Linked DNA regions of Hordeum vulgare: all the other regions are linked to region 1. The links are chromatin contacts, called in public Hi-C maps. All regions are on one chromosome and are shown on one strand. The core of a region is the stretch at or near the end of the contact, and the rest is flanking DNA. Distances in the headings are between cores, read along the strand shown. Region 1 has its middle 12 kb from the start of LOC123413439. Region 2 has its middle 140 kb from the start of LOC123409211. Region 3 has its middle 29 kb from the start of LOC123409211.

The links. A called contact is a pair of places that touch in the nucleus more often than the background predicts.
Region 2: a Hi-C map of leaf shows a contact between it and region 1, with 6 times the contacts expected there. The contact joins two enhancer-like sites. A contact is called at or near these places in 2 of 6 Hi-C or Micro-C datasets (both in leaf).
Region 3: a Hi-C map of leaf shows a contact between it and region 1, with 2.8 times the contacts expected there. The contact joins two enhancer-like sites. A contact is called at or near these places in 3 of 6 Hi-C or Micro-C datasets (leaf and seedling).

The regions. Positions count from the first base shown.
Region 1 is chr7H:503,994,596-503,999,695 of MorexV3_pseudomolecules_assembly, reverse strand. No RefSeq gene overlaps it. Among protein-coding and RNA genes, the nearest start is that of LOC123413439, 12 kb to the right of the region's middle. Within about 2 kb of position 2,360, at least 1 of the 3 cell types and tissues checked has open chromatin away from gene starts, as enhancers often do. A contact at or near this core is called in leaf, where this site is marked.
Region 2 is chr7H:504,458,511-504,463,610 of MorexV3_pseudomolecules_assembly, reverse strand. No RefSeq gene overlaps it. Among protein-coding and RNA genes, the nearest start is that of LOC123409211, 140 kb to the right of the region's middle. Within about 2 kb of position 2,605, at least 2 of the 3 cell types and tissues checked have open chromatin away from gene starts, as enhancers often do. A contact at or near this core is called in leaf, where this site is marked.
Region 3 is chr7H:504,348,249-504,353,348 of MorexV3_pseudomolecules_assembly, reverse strand. No RefSeq gene overlaps it. Among protein-coding and RNA genes, the nearest start is that of LOC123409211, 29 kb to the right of the region's middle. Within about 2 kb of position 2,013, at least 3 of the 3 cell types and tissues checked have open chromatin away from gene starts, as enhancers often do. A contact at or near this core is called in leaf, where this site is marked.

The sequences.
Region 1 (5,100 bases), core at 1,111-3,610:
CTTCACATCATGTATTTGCAATCTCTACTTTGCTATTTGTGTTTCTACTTTATTTGCTCTTTTGTTTTCAGATCTATATTATCAAAAAACCCAAAAATATCTTGTTGCTTTCTATTTGCTATCACTCTTATTTTCATCTATCAATCTATCGTTACTTTATCCACGAGGGATTGATAACCCCTCTATGCGTTGGGTTGCGAGGATTTGCTATTTATGTACAGGCGCTGCTTATATAGTCTTGTGGATCTTTCTACTGGATTGATACCTTGGGTTCTTAACGGAGGAAAATACATGTCGTCGCTGTGCTACATCATCCTTTAAGCTTGGAAAGAAACCAACGCATCAACGAGACTAAGCAGTAACCACCCAAAATACTTAAGATACTTAAGTGATATAATTGGCGAAATAAGACGAGTCCTCTTTAGCTTGGAATTATTCAATTTGTAGATGTCGTGACGCTTTCTTGTTTCCTGGTATTTGTAAGTAAGGATTTGGGAGCGATTTCACCTACACATGATCGTAGTTGCTATATTTCACGCTCTAGAGGAGCTAATTTTTCGGTAGTAATTGTTACGTAGTGGAATTCTCATATAGATCTGAATTATTTTGACTCTATCATATCAAAAGAAACCAAAATATTGACAATTTTTTTACATGCTAGGCATTTTCAATAGCTTTTTTTTTGAGAAATTAATTTCAATACATTTTAGTACCCTTTCCCCATCTTGAGGAAGTACTACATAAACTGGTACCAAGATAGTCGGGCAAGTATTCAATAGGTTCATGATGTTGCACCTAACGAGATAAAATACCAAGATTTAGGTTGATTTTGGTTTAGTAGATATTCTCTTATGAGATTCATGCTTATTTTTTAGGTCACGCGTGGCTCCGATCCGAAATCATAATAAGTTCTTCTCGAAAGAGGGTGTGTAATCAGCTATCCCAAAACCTATCTTGGTCATGAGGAAGAGGGTGTTAAAAAGAACAGTTGTGATATTGTCCCAAGAGCTACTTGGAAAATTTGACATGCATGGGATAGCAAACTGAATTGTTGCATAAGAAATAGATTCTGACATGCTTGCTTCCGAGACTAGGAGAGGGAGTGGAGAATTTTGGTGTTATTGTTGCATGTTTAGATATACTACTATTACATTAACTTTCAGATAAAACAAAATTGCACAAAATTATATATAATACTGCTACTGCTTTAATTTTCAAGTAAATCAAATTACATAAAGTTATATCTAATAATACTATTGCTTTAGCAGATAAAATGCTCCACATAATTGCATCACACCCTAACATTCAATTTTACAAAAAAACAGGTGTAGCAACGCGCGTCATCAATGATCTAGTATATTAATATGAATACATCACTTATTGCGATGGAGAGAGCTATATCTCATCACGCTGAAGACACACAAAGTGGCACGCGTCTTTTCTTTTCTACTTTTGTTAATATTAAAAAAACAAAATGCATATATTATGAAAAAACTATGGTTATTTTTTGACAACTGTTAATCACACATTTAAAACATAATCTGAAAAATATCCACTAAACTTTTCGCAAATGTGAATGATGTTAAAAAATGTCCACTAAACTTTCCGCAAATGTAAATGATGTTAAAAATGTCCACTAAACTTTCCGCAAATGTAAATACTGTTAAAAAATGTCCACTGAACTTTTAGCAAACGTTTCTACCATTAAAACAATGTATGAACATTTCAAAAATGTTCAGGTGTTTAGCAAAATATATTCTTGAACGGATTTTCTTTGTAATTAAAAAGTGCTTTGTATTGATAAAACATGTAATTATTTATTTAAATGTTCACAGGTTTCAAACAATATAAATGGTGGCATTGTTAAAAAAATGTGGCATGCTATAACAAAAAATGTTTGATTGTATTTGAAAAAATGGTTTAGCGCGTACTTAAAATAAGTGTTCAAGAAAAGTAGTTAAGAACTGTTAGATCATGTATTTAAAAATGTTAAGCATACAAAAAATGTCATAGAATTATATGAAAAACATGTAATGTATATGAAAAATTTAGATGTCAAAACATATATTTGCAAGAATGTTAATTATGTATTTAAAAATACTAAATTTGTACGAAACATGCTTCTTACTGTATATGAAAAATGCACAATGTGTATGAAGAATGTGGACATTTATTGAAACAAAAGAAAAGAAAAAATAAAAATAAAAAGAAAAAGAGAGAGAAACATAGAAACCGAAAAACAAACAAGGAAGACCAAAGATAAAAGAAAATGTAAGAAAAAGAGAGAAGAAAACCCAAGAGCAAACTGATGCAAAACCACTACTCAACGCGTCTCTTCCAAGGGAGCTCCTACCTGCCGCTCACTGCCGCAGGCAGCCCTACGCCGCACAGGGGGGCGCACCCGACTGGGCCGGCCCAGTTTTGTTCTTCTTTTTTACTTTTTTCCTTCTCTTTTATTTTTTGGGTTTTTCTTTCTTTCCCTTTTCCTTTTCTTTTATATTTGAAGAGAAAACATTTTTCGAATTTGATTAACAATTTTATAAAATCGTGAACAAATTTGGAAGCATGACCAATTTTTTAAAGGCTGAACATTTTTTAAGTCTTGAGAATAAAATTTTGAAAAGGAGAACAATTTTAAAAAATCATGTACAAATTCGAAAGCGCGAACAAATTTTTTAAGCACGAACATTTTTTGAATTTAGAGAACAAATTCTAAAACCAAGAATAATTTAAAAAAGACGTGAAAAAATGTGGAAAGGTGAACAAATATTTAAAACACGAACATTTTTTTAATCTTGGAAATAAAATTTGGAAAACGAGAAAAGTTCAGAAAAAACCCGAATTTTTTTAAAGCACGGACAAATTTTCAAAGCATGAACATTTATGGAATTTTGAGAACAAATTTTGAAACTGAGTACAATTTTAGAAAGTTGAACAAATTTGGAAGCGCGAACAATTTTTTAAAGCACTAACATTTTTTGAGTCTTGAGAACAAAAATTTATGAAAAACACAGAACAAATTTGAAAGCGCGAAAAAAAATTAAAGCACCAACATTTTTTGCATTTTGAGAACAAATTTTGTAACCGAGAATAATTTAAAAAGAGTGACCAAATTTGGAAGCGCAAACAATTTATTAAATACTTGATCATTTCTTGAATCTTGATAACAAAATTTTGGAAATGAGAACAATTTTAAAAATATCCCAACAAATTTGAAAGAGCGAACACTTTTTTAAAGAACGGACATTTTTTGAATTTTGAGAACTTTTTTGAAACCGAGAACAATTCAAGAAAAAGTGAAAGAATTCGGAAGCGCGAACAATGTTTTGAATACACATAATGTTTGGAAACGTAAACAATTTCTTAGTCTATAAACAAATTTGAAAACAGGAGGCTTTTACAAACATAGAACATTTTTGTTGTAAGAAAGAACATTTTCTGAAATTAGTGAACAATTTCTGAAACGGGAACATTTATTTGAACTTATGTACACTTTTTAAAACAGGAACATTTTTTAAACATACGTACATTTCTTGGTACGGCAAATATTTTTTAGAAAATGAAGAATATTTTTTAAACTTCCCGAACATTTTAAAATGATGAATAAGTTTAGAATTGGAGAACAAAATTTTAACAAATTTCAGAACAGAGAAAAAAAATTCTGAAACAGGAACATTTTTTTAAAAATGTGAAAAGAAGAACATTTTAAAAAAAAGTTGTGAACAATTTATGGAAAAAGGAACATTATTTGAAAAATCATGCAGTTTTTTAAATACAAGAACAAGTTTTGAAACACGAACATTTTTCAAAAGATGAACACATTTGGAAGCAGGAACATTTTTTGAAGCACGGACATATAAACTGTGAATGCGAGAACATTTTTTGAAATTCAAAGCAAAAATTATAAAATGTCAAATAGAAAAATACTAAAAGGAAAAAGGAACAAAAGTGAAGGAAAAAAGTAAAAAGGAAACAGTAGTATTTTTTGAAAAAAAGAACATTTTAAAAAATGGTGAACATTTTTTGAAAATGTTGGATATTTTTCTAAAATCTCATAAAAAATTAAGCTAGTCATGTTTTTAAAAATGGCAAATATTTGAAACTTAGAACATTTTTATAAAATCAAGAACATTTTCTGAATATCTATTTTCTTTTTAAAACAAGAACTTAGTTTAAAATAATCATAGAAAAGAAAAGCTGCAAAACGAAAAAAATAAAAAAGAAATAAAGAAACAGAAAAAATGACAAAAAATTAAGCAGAACCGGAACTGCCTGCAGAGGGAGATAGGCAGGTCCAGTTTATCGTGCCCCTGTGCGTTTGCCCAACAATTTGATACGAATAGCGTCAAATAGGGTTTTCCCTCTTCCAAGTTAATCCATTAGCGTCACGTGACGTATAAATCTGGACCGGCCGACACACTTGGCTCTCGTTTTTAACCTTTCTTCTCTTTTTCATTTTTCCTTTTCCTTTTTACCTTTAATTATATTTCATGAAAAAATACATATACTCCACGAAAGATACATAAATTTGAAAAAATATATTCTTGCAGTGTTAAAAAAACTGGTACAACTTTTTGAAAAATCCGGATATTTAGAAAACTATATTTCAACTCCTATTCTAAAAATATTTCACACATATTCGAAAAAAGTTCAGAAATATGTGTTTAAAAAAGTGTTAAAAATTTATTTACAAAATGAAACATATATATTTAAATGTGTCAGATGTATATGAAAAATATCAATGTGCATGAAAAAGAATATATGAAAATATCGTTTTGAAAAAAATGTTAATAATTATACTTGAAGATGTTAAACATGTATAAAATGGTCCTTATTTATACCAAATACGTGCAACATAAATTAAAAAAAGTATATATCAGAAATATATAGGTGTATTTTTAATAAATGATAATTGTCTATTAAAAATGTTAAACATGATTAAAAATAATGACTCATATGTATATGAAAAGTGTACAATGTGCATGAAAAAAACATCAAAAGATATATTTTTATTTTTTTCTACAGATTTAATAAATGTTTAATATGTACAAAACAACTTTCTTCATGTGTAGGAAATTTGTCAACATAAAAAAACATATA
Region 2 (5,100 bases), core at 1,356-3,855, 460 kb before region 1:
GCCATGCGGTCACTCGGCTCATCCTGCACGTGACCCTCACGTAGGAGAAGTCGCGGGTGCCACATGAGCAGTGCCATGTCTTGCTTGTAGCGAGACCTAGCGTACTCTCAGGTTACACGCCTCCCTAGATTGGCCGACAAAGGCGTGCGGGAGGCCACAAGTTTTTTTACCTCCTTCTGTTTTCCTTTCTTCTTCTTTTTTACATTCATTTATACTTTCAAATATTCTAAATAAATGTATTCAAAAACAGTTTATGAAATACATTTAAAAAAATGTTAACCAAGTATTTGAAAAATATTAAACATGCATAAAAGATTTTTTTTCTCATGCATATGGAAAACATATACGAAAATATACAATATGTGTGAGAATAGTTGATAATGTATTTAAAAATTAATAATCAAGCATTTGAAACAAATGTTAAACAAGTATTTCAAGATTTTAATAGAACATTTGAAAAATGTTAAATCCATATAGGAAAAGTAGCTTACCATGTATTAAAAAATGTCAAACTTGCATTCAGAAAATGATAATGAAACATTTGAAAATCTTAAAATGTATATAGAAAAAAATACCATGTATGAAAAATATAACAATCATGTGTTTGAAGAATACTAACCAAGCATTTGAAAAATGTTAAAATATGTATATAAAATATGTTGACCATGTGTTTAAAAAATTGTAACCAAACATTAAAGATATATTTAATGTGTATAAAGAACAAAATTCTCATGTATACGGAAAATTTATACAATGTGTCTGAAAAAGGTTGATCGTCCAATAGGAAAATGTTAATCATGGATTTTAAAAAATTAAACAATTATATAAAATATCTTAATTAAGCATTTGAAACACATTAAATGTGTAAAAAAAATTAACCATGTATTTTTTCAGCCTCTACCAATATTCAAAAAAATGATAATCAAACATCTGGAAATGTTAAAATGTGTACACGAAAAATGTCGACTATTTATTTGAGACATATAAAAAATTTCGTGAAATTTGTTATTCAAAGATTGAAAAAAATTTAATATTTGTATTAGAAATGTTGATGATATATTAAAAATTATTGATCCTCAATCTTGAATACATGAAAAATATATCAAAAAATATTGTTGATATATACCAAAATGTAGACGAAAACCAATGAAAACAAAAAAACAGATAAAAATGGTACTGCAAAATGAAACCAAAGAAAATGGGAAACGAAAAAGAGAACCACAAAAATAAGTGCAAACAAAATGGATGAAGATATAAAAAAACCAAGAAAGAAAGAAAATCTGGAGAAAGTACAGCAAAATGAAAATTAAATGAGACCCTGAAAGAAACAAAAATAAACCAAAGGAAAAAAGAAAAAAAAGCTGAAGTACAACGACGACTAAACGAAAACTAAAATCAGAGAAGAAATAAGCAAGCAAAAAAGGCCCAATGTGGCAAACGTTGAAAAACGGAAAACTAAAAAAGCTGATGAGGAAAGAAAAAAGCAAAAATAAAAGGAAACGAAAATAAAAAAATGAGAAAAACCAGAACAAGCGAACGCATAAACCCCAAATGAGTGAGCATAATCCAAGAATCCTATTCGGGAGCTACATAGAAACTATGGGAAGCTCCGATTCGGGAGCTCTACCTGCCGCATTCCGCGGCAGGGAGTCCCTCGGCCGCACAGGACAGTTGCCCGACTGGGCAGGCCCAGTTTTTTTTTTCTGTTTCTCTTATTTCCTTTTCTGTTATTTACTTTTTTTTGGTTTGTATTTCTTTCTTTATTTCCTTTTGTCATTATTTTATGAAAACGAACTAAAGTTGAATTTCCCAACCATCTTTTAAAAACATGGACATTTGTAAAATTGTAAACAATTTAAAAAAAGGCAAAGAATTTTGGAAGCGCATTTTTATTTATTGTTGAAACATTTTAAAATTATAAACGTTTTTTTGATTTATTTTGAAAATCCAGATCATTTACTAAAAACTAAAAAGATTTTCCGAATTTGAATAACATTTTTTGAAAAGGAAGAACATTTCCTGAGAAATACAAAACATTTTATGAAAATGAAATGGAAAACTAAAAAACATTTTTTTAGTTTCCGGAACATTTTTTCAAATTCCGGAACATATTTTCAAATTTTGATTTGTTTTAAATTCCGGCTCTGTTTTCTGAAAATGCCGGAACATTTTTTCAAATTCTGGAATATTCTTTAAACATTCAGGACATTTTTTCGAATACCGGAACATTTTCCAAATTCCAGAACATTTTTTCAAATTCTGGAACATGTTTTAAATTCTGGAACATTTTTTAAAATTTCAGCAAATTCTGGAACATTTTGTCAAATTGTGGAACATTTTTTGAAAATCCTGAACATTTTCCAATTAGAAAGAGAAAAAAAGAACAAAAAGTAGAGAAAATACCCAGTTTAGGGAATCTTTCAAAAAGTTCCTAAAACCATAAAAAACCGACTGAAAACCTTTTGAAGGTTCTCAAAACCGGGATCGTTGAAAGTGTTAACGGACTGGTCCAAACCGCGTCGCTCGCTCGCTCGAACTGATGTGGGAAGCGGCGACTACTTGCCGCTATGAGCGGCGTATAGGAAATTCCGTGTCTACCCGCCGCTCATTGCGACAAGGAGCCTCTGCGCCATGACTGGGCCCGCACAGTTCTGTTTTTTCCTTCTGTTAGCTTTTCCTTCACTTTCTTTTCTTGTTTTTGCTTATTTTTTCGTTCCTTTTTTTCTTTTCTTTTTTTATTTGAAAAAAAAATCAAATTTCAAGGATAATTTTGTAAAATGTGACCAAATTTGGAAACGTGAATAATGTTTTAAAGCACGAACATTTTCTGAATGTTGATAACGATATTTTTCAAAGGAGAACAATTTTGAAAAACCCCAAACAAATTTGAAAGCGCAAAAAAAATTTAAAGCACGAACACATTTTAAATTTTGAGAAAAATTCTGAAACAGAGAACAATTTTAAAAAAACATGAACAAATTTGGAAGCATGAACAATTTTTTAAAGCACAAACATTTTATGAATCTTGAGAAAAACATTATGAAAATGAGAACAATTTTTAAAACCACGAACAAATTTGAAAGCGCAAACAAATTTTAAAAGCACTACAGTTCTTGAATTTTGACAACAAATTTTAAAACCGAGAACAGCTTTAAAAAAACATGAACAAATTTGGAAGCGCAGATAATATTTTAAAGCATGAACATTTTTTGAATTTTGGGAGCAACATTTTGAAATGGAGAACAATTTTGGAAAATTCCGAACAAATTTGAAAGCGCGAATAAATTTTAAAAGAACAAATATTTGTTGAATTTTATAAACAAGTTTTGAAACCAAGAACAATTTCAAAAAATATAAATAAATTTGGAAGCGCAAACATTTTTTTAAAGCATGAATATTTTTTGAATCTTGAGAATTTTTTTTGAAACTGAGAAAAAATTTGAATAACGCAGAACAAATTTGGAAGGATGAACAAAATTTTAAAGCACGAATATTTTGTGAGTTTTGAAAACAAGTTTTGAAACCGAGAACAATTTTGAAATATCCTGGTGAAAGCGCAATTTTTGTAAAGCACGAATAATTTTTAATATTAAGATTTTTTTGAAACTTAGAATAAATTTAAATCTTACAAACAAATTTTGGTACCAAAAACAACTTTTGGAAAATAAAGATCATTTTTCTAAAGTCGAGAAGAATTTTTGAAACATAAACGGAAAAGAAAAAAAGAAACATAAAAGAATAAATAAAAATAAAGAAAATGGTTGAGTAACCTTCTAGAAGTTTCCATAACCGGAAAAAACTGGATGATAACCTCTAGAAGGTTCTCAAAACCGGACACTGCAACCCCCACTAAAGGGCCAGCCCATTTGAAAAGTGACCCCTCTCTCGTTTTGTGCGAAGCCCCGACACGGTTCACACAGATCCGCGAATTGGATTTTCCCCCATTTAACGCTGTAGTCACCTGTTTGGCGATCTGCAGTGGGCCTTGGGTTGTTAAGGATTGTATTTTAAAATTTTCATTGAATTTTAAAAAACATTTAACTGACTTTTTTTCATAAATCTTTAACAAGTACATCAATTTTAGAAAAAAAGGTTCATAATTTTTCAAAGTTCATGAGATTAAAAAAATCTTCATCTACATATGAAAAGAGTTCATTGAACTGAAAAGAAAAGTTCATCGATTTTAGAAGAGGTTCATCTATTATCAGAGCAAAGTTCAACAATTTTCAGAAATATTCAGTCACAGAATTTTTTAAGAAGTTCGTCAAAAATTGGAAAATATCATTGATTTGGAAAAATTATTTACTGAAAAAAGGGTATTCCAAATTTAAAAAGGTGTGACCTTTATGACAAAGGAATAACTAAATTAAAAGAAAATGGAAAACAAAAAAAGAAACAAAAGAAGAAAAAGAGAAAGAACGAACAAAAGTCAGTCCTGAAAAAACTTCAACGAAAAAAATCCAGCTAGGAATCTTAATCGAAGAAAGCTACCTCCCGTTCGAATCTAGATGGGTCCGCACATTTACAAACACTGCAGGCGCGAGTTAAGAATATGCATATTAAGAGCATCTCCAACAGCGCGCAAAAAGGCGTGTGCGCACAGTAAACCGACAATTTAGCGCGCGCGGGACAGTTTGGCGCGCTCCAGCGGCGGCGGGAAAACCGTGCGCGCGGGAACCGCTTGCGCGCGCGAAAAGGCGGCAGCTCGCGTGTTATTTTTGCCGCGCCGCTTCCCGCGCGCCTATAAAACGCAGCGCTCCACCGCTCCCTCGCGCGCCGCCACCGCTCTCTCTCTCTTCCTCTACCTCGCGCGCCGCCACCGCTCCAGCGCCCCGCCTCCGACACGCCACCATGCCGCCGCGCCGCCGTTCTGCGTCGGGCTATCGTGGCATCCGCCAACGCCCCAACGGCGGGTTCTACGCCGAGATACGCTCCGGCGATCTCCGGCTCAGCCTCGGCACGTACGACACGGCGCACGAGGCCGCCCGTGCGTTCGACGCAACGATGTGGCGTCTAGGCAGGCCGCGCCGCCAGATGAACTTCCAGGACATCCACATGCTCCAGCAGGCACTGGATGTCGCCCCCCCGCCTCGTATAAAC
Region 3 (5,100 bases), core at 764-3,263, 350 kb before region 1:
CTGTCGGCAATAGTCGATGTGGAGTCGCCATAGAAGTCGCGAGAAACGCTATGAACCGTCACGAACGGGTGAACTCTTTATCTGGAAGGTTCCGAAAATCAGAATTGCTGCAACACGTGAACGAGCTAGCCTTGCTTAGGGCTTCTTCAATCACGAGCGTGTGTGAAAGGTTGACAGTCTGAAGTAATATATGTCAAATAGATATTCCGGTTCTTCTAGCCACTTCACCACGGTGTTGTTCGTGTTAAGGTACGAGACGCAACCAACTCGAGGTAAAACATCCGAGTTTTTCGCGTTCCTTTTTGTTTTTTCTCAATTTTGTAATTTCTTCTCTAGTTTTATTTTTTCAGATAATAATTAATTTTTTTTCTTTTGATTGCCCTTTGTTTCTTTCACGGTTCTTATCCGCATTTCTTTTTTCCTCTTTCTTCAGTTTTTTTGTTTTATTTCTTGAATTTCATTATCTTTCTTTGTTTTTATTCGTTTTCATAGTTTTTAATTCTTTTTCCATATGTGTCTTTGGTTTTTATTTTCATTTTTTTCTTTGGTTTCTTTTTGTTTCCATTTATTTTCATGTTTCTCTATTTATTTTTGTTTTCATTCTATATTTTTTGTATGCATCAAGAATATATTTTAATACACATTTAACTTGTTTAGTACATGGTCAACATATTTTGTATGCATTTAACATCTTCCAATTAACATCTTCCAAATGTTTGATAAACATTTTAAACATACTTTTTCAAAAGTTTTTGAAATGCTTGATTAATATTTTTAAGTACATGATAAAAAATTCAACATTTTCTAATACATACTAAACATTTTTTTATACATTTAATATTTCTTAAATGCTTGATCAACAATTTTTCAATGCTTGATTAACATTTTCATATACGCGGTAAAGGAATTTCATCATTTTCTAATACATGGTCAATATTTTTTCTATACATTTAACATTTTCAAATGCTTGATTAACATTTTTCAGTAACTTGTACAACATTTTTTGAAATGCTTGATCAATTTTTTATATACATGATCAAGAAAATTCATCATTTTTAATGCATGGTCAATATTTTTTCATACATATTTAACATTTTTTAAATACTTAATTAATATTTTCCAAATACGTTATCAACTTTTTAATACATTTTTGTATACGTGATAAGTATTTTTTCTGTACACATTTAACATTTTTCAAATCCTTGGTCAACATTTTTCAAATGTTTTTATAGAGTTTTTTATATATTTTTAAAATATTGTAAAGTATAAACAAAAATAAAAAATAAAGCAAAAAAGGAAAATGGAAATATAAAAAGAAGATAGAAAAAGGAGGATGTAGCCTCAATGCAGCTAGGCCGGCCCATCTGGAGTTTCCCCTATGTGATGCTTGCCCTTTGTCTCGCTTAGGGATGGCACCGTTGGGTTTGGATATAGGTGGAGCTACCACATACCCTTACCCGTCATTCCAAACCTTACCTACCCATATTAGTCGATGGATACAATTTTTTCCCATACCATCACTCGTCAGAACAAATGGATACCCACGATAAAATTACTAAGATTTGCAACACATCGATTCGAGTATTACATAGTCATAAACAACAACATATAATAATAAACGTATAAATAATAACATTTTATCCAGCAACATATACTCGTAAAAAGCAACACATTCTGGACATGGGCTAGGTGCGGAATTTATGTATATTGGTATGAGTTATATTAAACCATACCCGTACCTACTATACCTGATGGGTTTCATATTTTTTTCATTCAGATACCCATGAGTATTTTTTTGTCCCACGACCTTACCCTAATAAGGTTTTTATCTACCGAGTACGCGGCCAATTGCCATCCCAACTCTCGCTTAAGGCGAGACAGATGGATACCTAGAGAGCTACTCGTGCATTAAGGGGGATATAGATCTCACGGTGGCACATAGCTTCCCTCCCCCAAATAGTCTAGGTAGGGCAAAACGGGTTGGGCTGGGCCGCAGTGGGAAAGGTAGACATGGCCTGTTGGATGCAGCCCGATCTACGAAAAAAATGAGGAGTGTGGCGGTCACACACACATGGGTGAATGACATGCCAGGGCCCAAGTTTGGCATGCTCACGATATGGCTGCGACCTTATTTAGACTAGGAAAAAGTTGGTTGGTCATTAGTTAACACTAGGGCTATGTAATGCCCGTGCAATGTCCTATTAGGAATCACCAATAAGGGACGACTTCTCGACTGGCCCAACACTTCACGAGTGGACGGGTTTATTTTTCGTCTTTTCTTGGTTTTCTAAGTGTTTGCAACACGGTTTTCCTTGGGTTTTCTTTTTCTTTGGGAATTTCCGTTTTCCATTTTCGTTTTTCATTTTCTCTTTGCTTTTTTTCCTTCGATTTTCACTCTTTTTCGCGAGTCTTTTCTTCTTCTTTTTTGTTCAACTTTTTGGGTTATCAACAACTTATAGGTTTATCAAAAAGTTTGACAAGGGACTAGATAGCCCGAGAGTGGAATTTGCTCCTCTAACAATGGAGAGATATTTTTAAAGCCCTTTCTATGTGATGCCATCCATCATCATCTGTCCAGACACAGATGACTATGTCATGGGGATGCCGAAACATGTCAATGAAAAAGAAGAACAAAACCGGTAACACTACTACAGAAATTAGCTTTGGTAAAACATCCCAGTAACACAAGAAAAAAAATATTACTGCGTAAAAGCGCGGTAACACAACATTTATGTCCACAACTAAGTTGTAACACATTCTATGAGAAATGCTACAAAACTGTAACACATATTCCTCATGCGTCGAATGTGTTACGGTGTTGTAACTCATTATTTATGTCGGTCGAGAGAGTGTTACAAAAATGAAACACATATATGAGATGTGATGTTGTGTTACAAGTTTGTAACACATGTGATCTACGTAGGTAAATGTTACCAACGTAGTAATATTGTATAGAGCTTTTCTTTGTTGTCATGAAAATACTTGTTGCAACATGCACGCGATCAATTCTCAGGTCGATCCCATCGTAGCACGCGACCTGTGGGTTAATAGTTACGGGCTTGCGCCATTCACATGTTAGCTACATATAGAAGTTTAGGGGACATGTGTTTGATTACAGATTGAATATATTAGGATAAAACCATTAGCGTAGCCTAGATACGAAATCCCACAGAAGGCACGACTTAAATAAAAAAATGTTTTTTCCATGTATGTAATTCTACTAAAATGAGATTATTTCCATGTATGTGCCTACATACAACCCTTTTTTCTAAGAGTAGCCGAGAGAGAGGGAGGGAGGGAGAGAGATAATGTGTTCGTGATCTTGTAAAAAAACATTCTCATCTTAATATAAAAGACGTGCAACTCTTTTGGATATTCTAAAAAAAGAATGTTTTGTGCTTCCAAAATTTACTAAAATTAAAAGGTGTGCTAGCTTCTTTTAAGTAATTTTGGACTTAATTAATATTAATATGCTTTGACGATTTTATTGATCCGTTTATTCTCTTATAAAGCATAAAAGTATGTTGACATCTTGTAATTGGGAAGTGTTTTTGATAAAAGATTATGTATGTTGACATGTTATATCTGTGACTTTTTTTATTAGTTGGACCACCTTAATCCAGAATCCTGGCTAAAACAAGGGCAAAAAAATATGAGAAAGTTGAGTGTCATTGGAAGTACTTTGAACTTTCAACTTAGTAAATGAGACTTCATTCCACGTTTAACTTTTATCTTGGTACATGAGAGTGCATACTTTTAACCATCTAATCTAATCATCAGCAAGAGAACTATATGTAGAGAAACTAAAACATTCACACTACTTCAGGATAGATTTACACTTTAACAAAAATGGCAACATGTGATCGCAAAACAGGATTTTTGAACACTATAAGAGTATACCAATATCGAACTATCAACCAAAGTACAAAATAAATTTCCAAACAAGTTGAGTGTATCTCAATTATGAACTGTTGTTGATCAAAGTACAAAATGAAGTTCCAAATAAGCACGTGGTGTCATAGCGAACCAAATTATCAAGCATAAATATAAGGGTACACTAAGTTTTGACCAACACATAGTCTCACACATTAGTATATCACCAAGAAAGTTTGTTAGCTACTCAGCACGAAGCCACCAAGCAGTTCTGTACCAACACAAAGCACACATACAACCACCCCCTCCATGCCTCCATGTACCATGCAGTCGAAACCTGTAGCATGCAGCCAAAATATGAACAAGGAAAAAAATACTGCTACTTTTATTGCTAAAATTTAATATCTGGCATGAAAGCGTCAACCCAAAATTAAATAAAGAATGCACAAAACATAATTGAAGAACATTAAGACTGAACAATACGTTTTATTAGAGGTAAAAATCACATCTCAAATGTTGCGTTACAAATGGAATATGGACCAACCTATATGAGTGTAGTGTTCAAAAGCCACATATTTAGAAACATCAACATAATTCATTAATTTATGAATGGGTTGATCAGAAGTTCAAACAATCATACTATTACTTTCATGCAAGGACATTTGTAGAAGAAAATAATATACATATCATTTTTTTGACAAAAAACACTAGAGCATATTCAGAAAGCATAGCTATATTACCTGAACATAGTGCATACCTTGTTGCTACTAACCTCAACTATTCTTCGGTGCTCGGAGCATTATTAGCATCCACTATTGTCCCATCAATGTCTGTTCTAACCCAGTGTTGTTCATTGTTCTTTCTTTTCAAAATCTCTCCAAGCTATGAAACATGAAATGGATGGTTTTCTCGCTCCTCTTCCCATTCCAAGTTGCCTAAGTCGTATACATCTCTAGGCTATGGCAACTTCATTACCACAGACCAACCTGGATTCAATTCATCTTCCACATAGAACACTTGATTCGCTTGGTTAGGGAAAATAAAAGGCTCATGCTCAATCTTTTCTCCTTTGTGTATTTGATGTGATAAATTTACAAGTGTGTAAACATACTTGTGTGTTTTCATTCCGTTTTGTGAGAACACATTAATCCATTCACATCTAAACAACACCACTGAAAATTGTCCACAGTAGTTTAGCTCGACAATATTAATTACCCTCCCATAGTA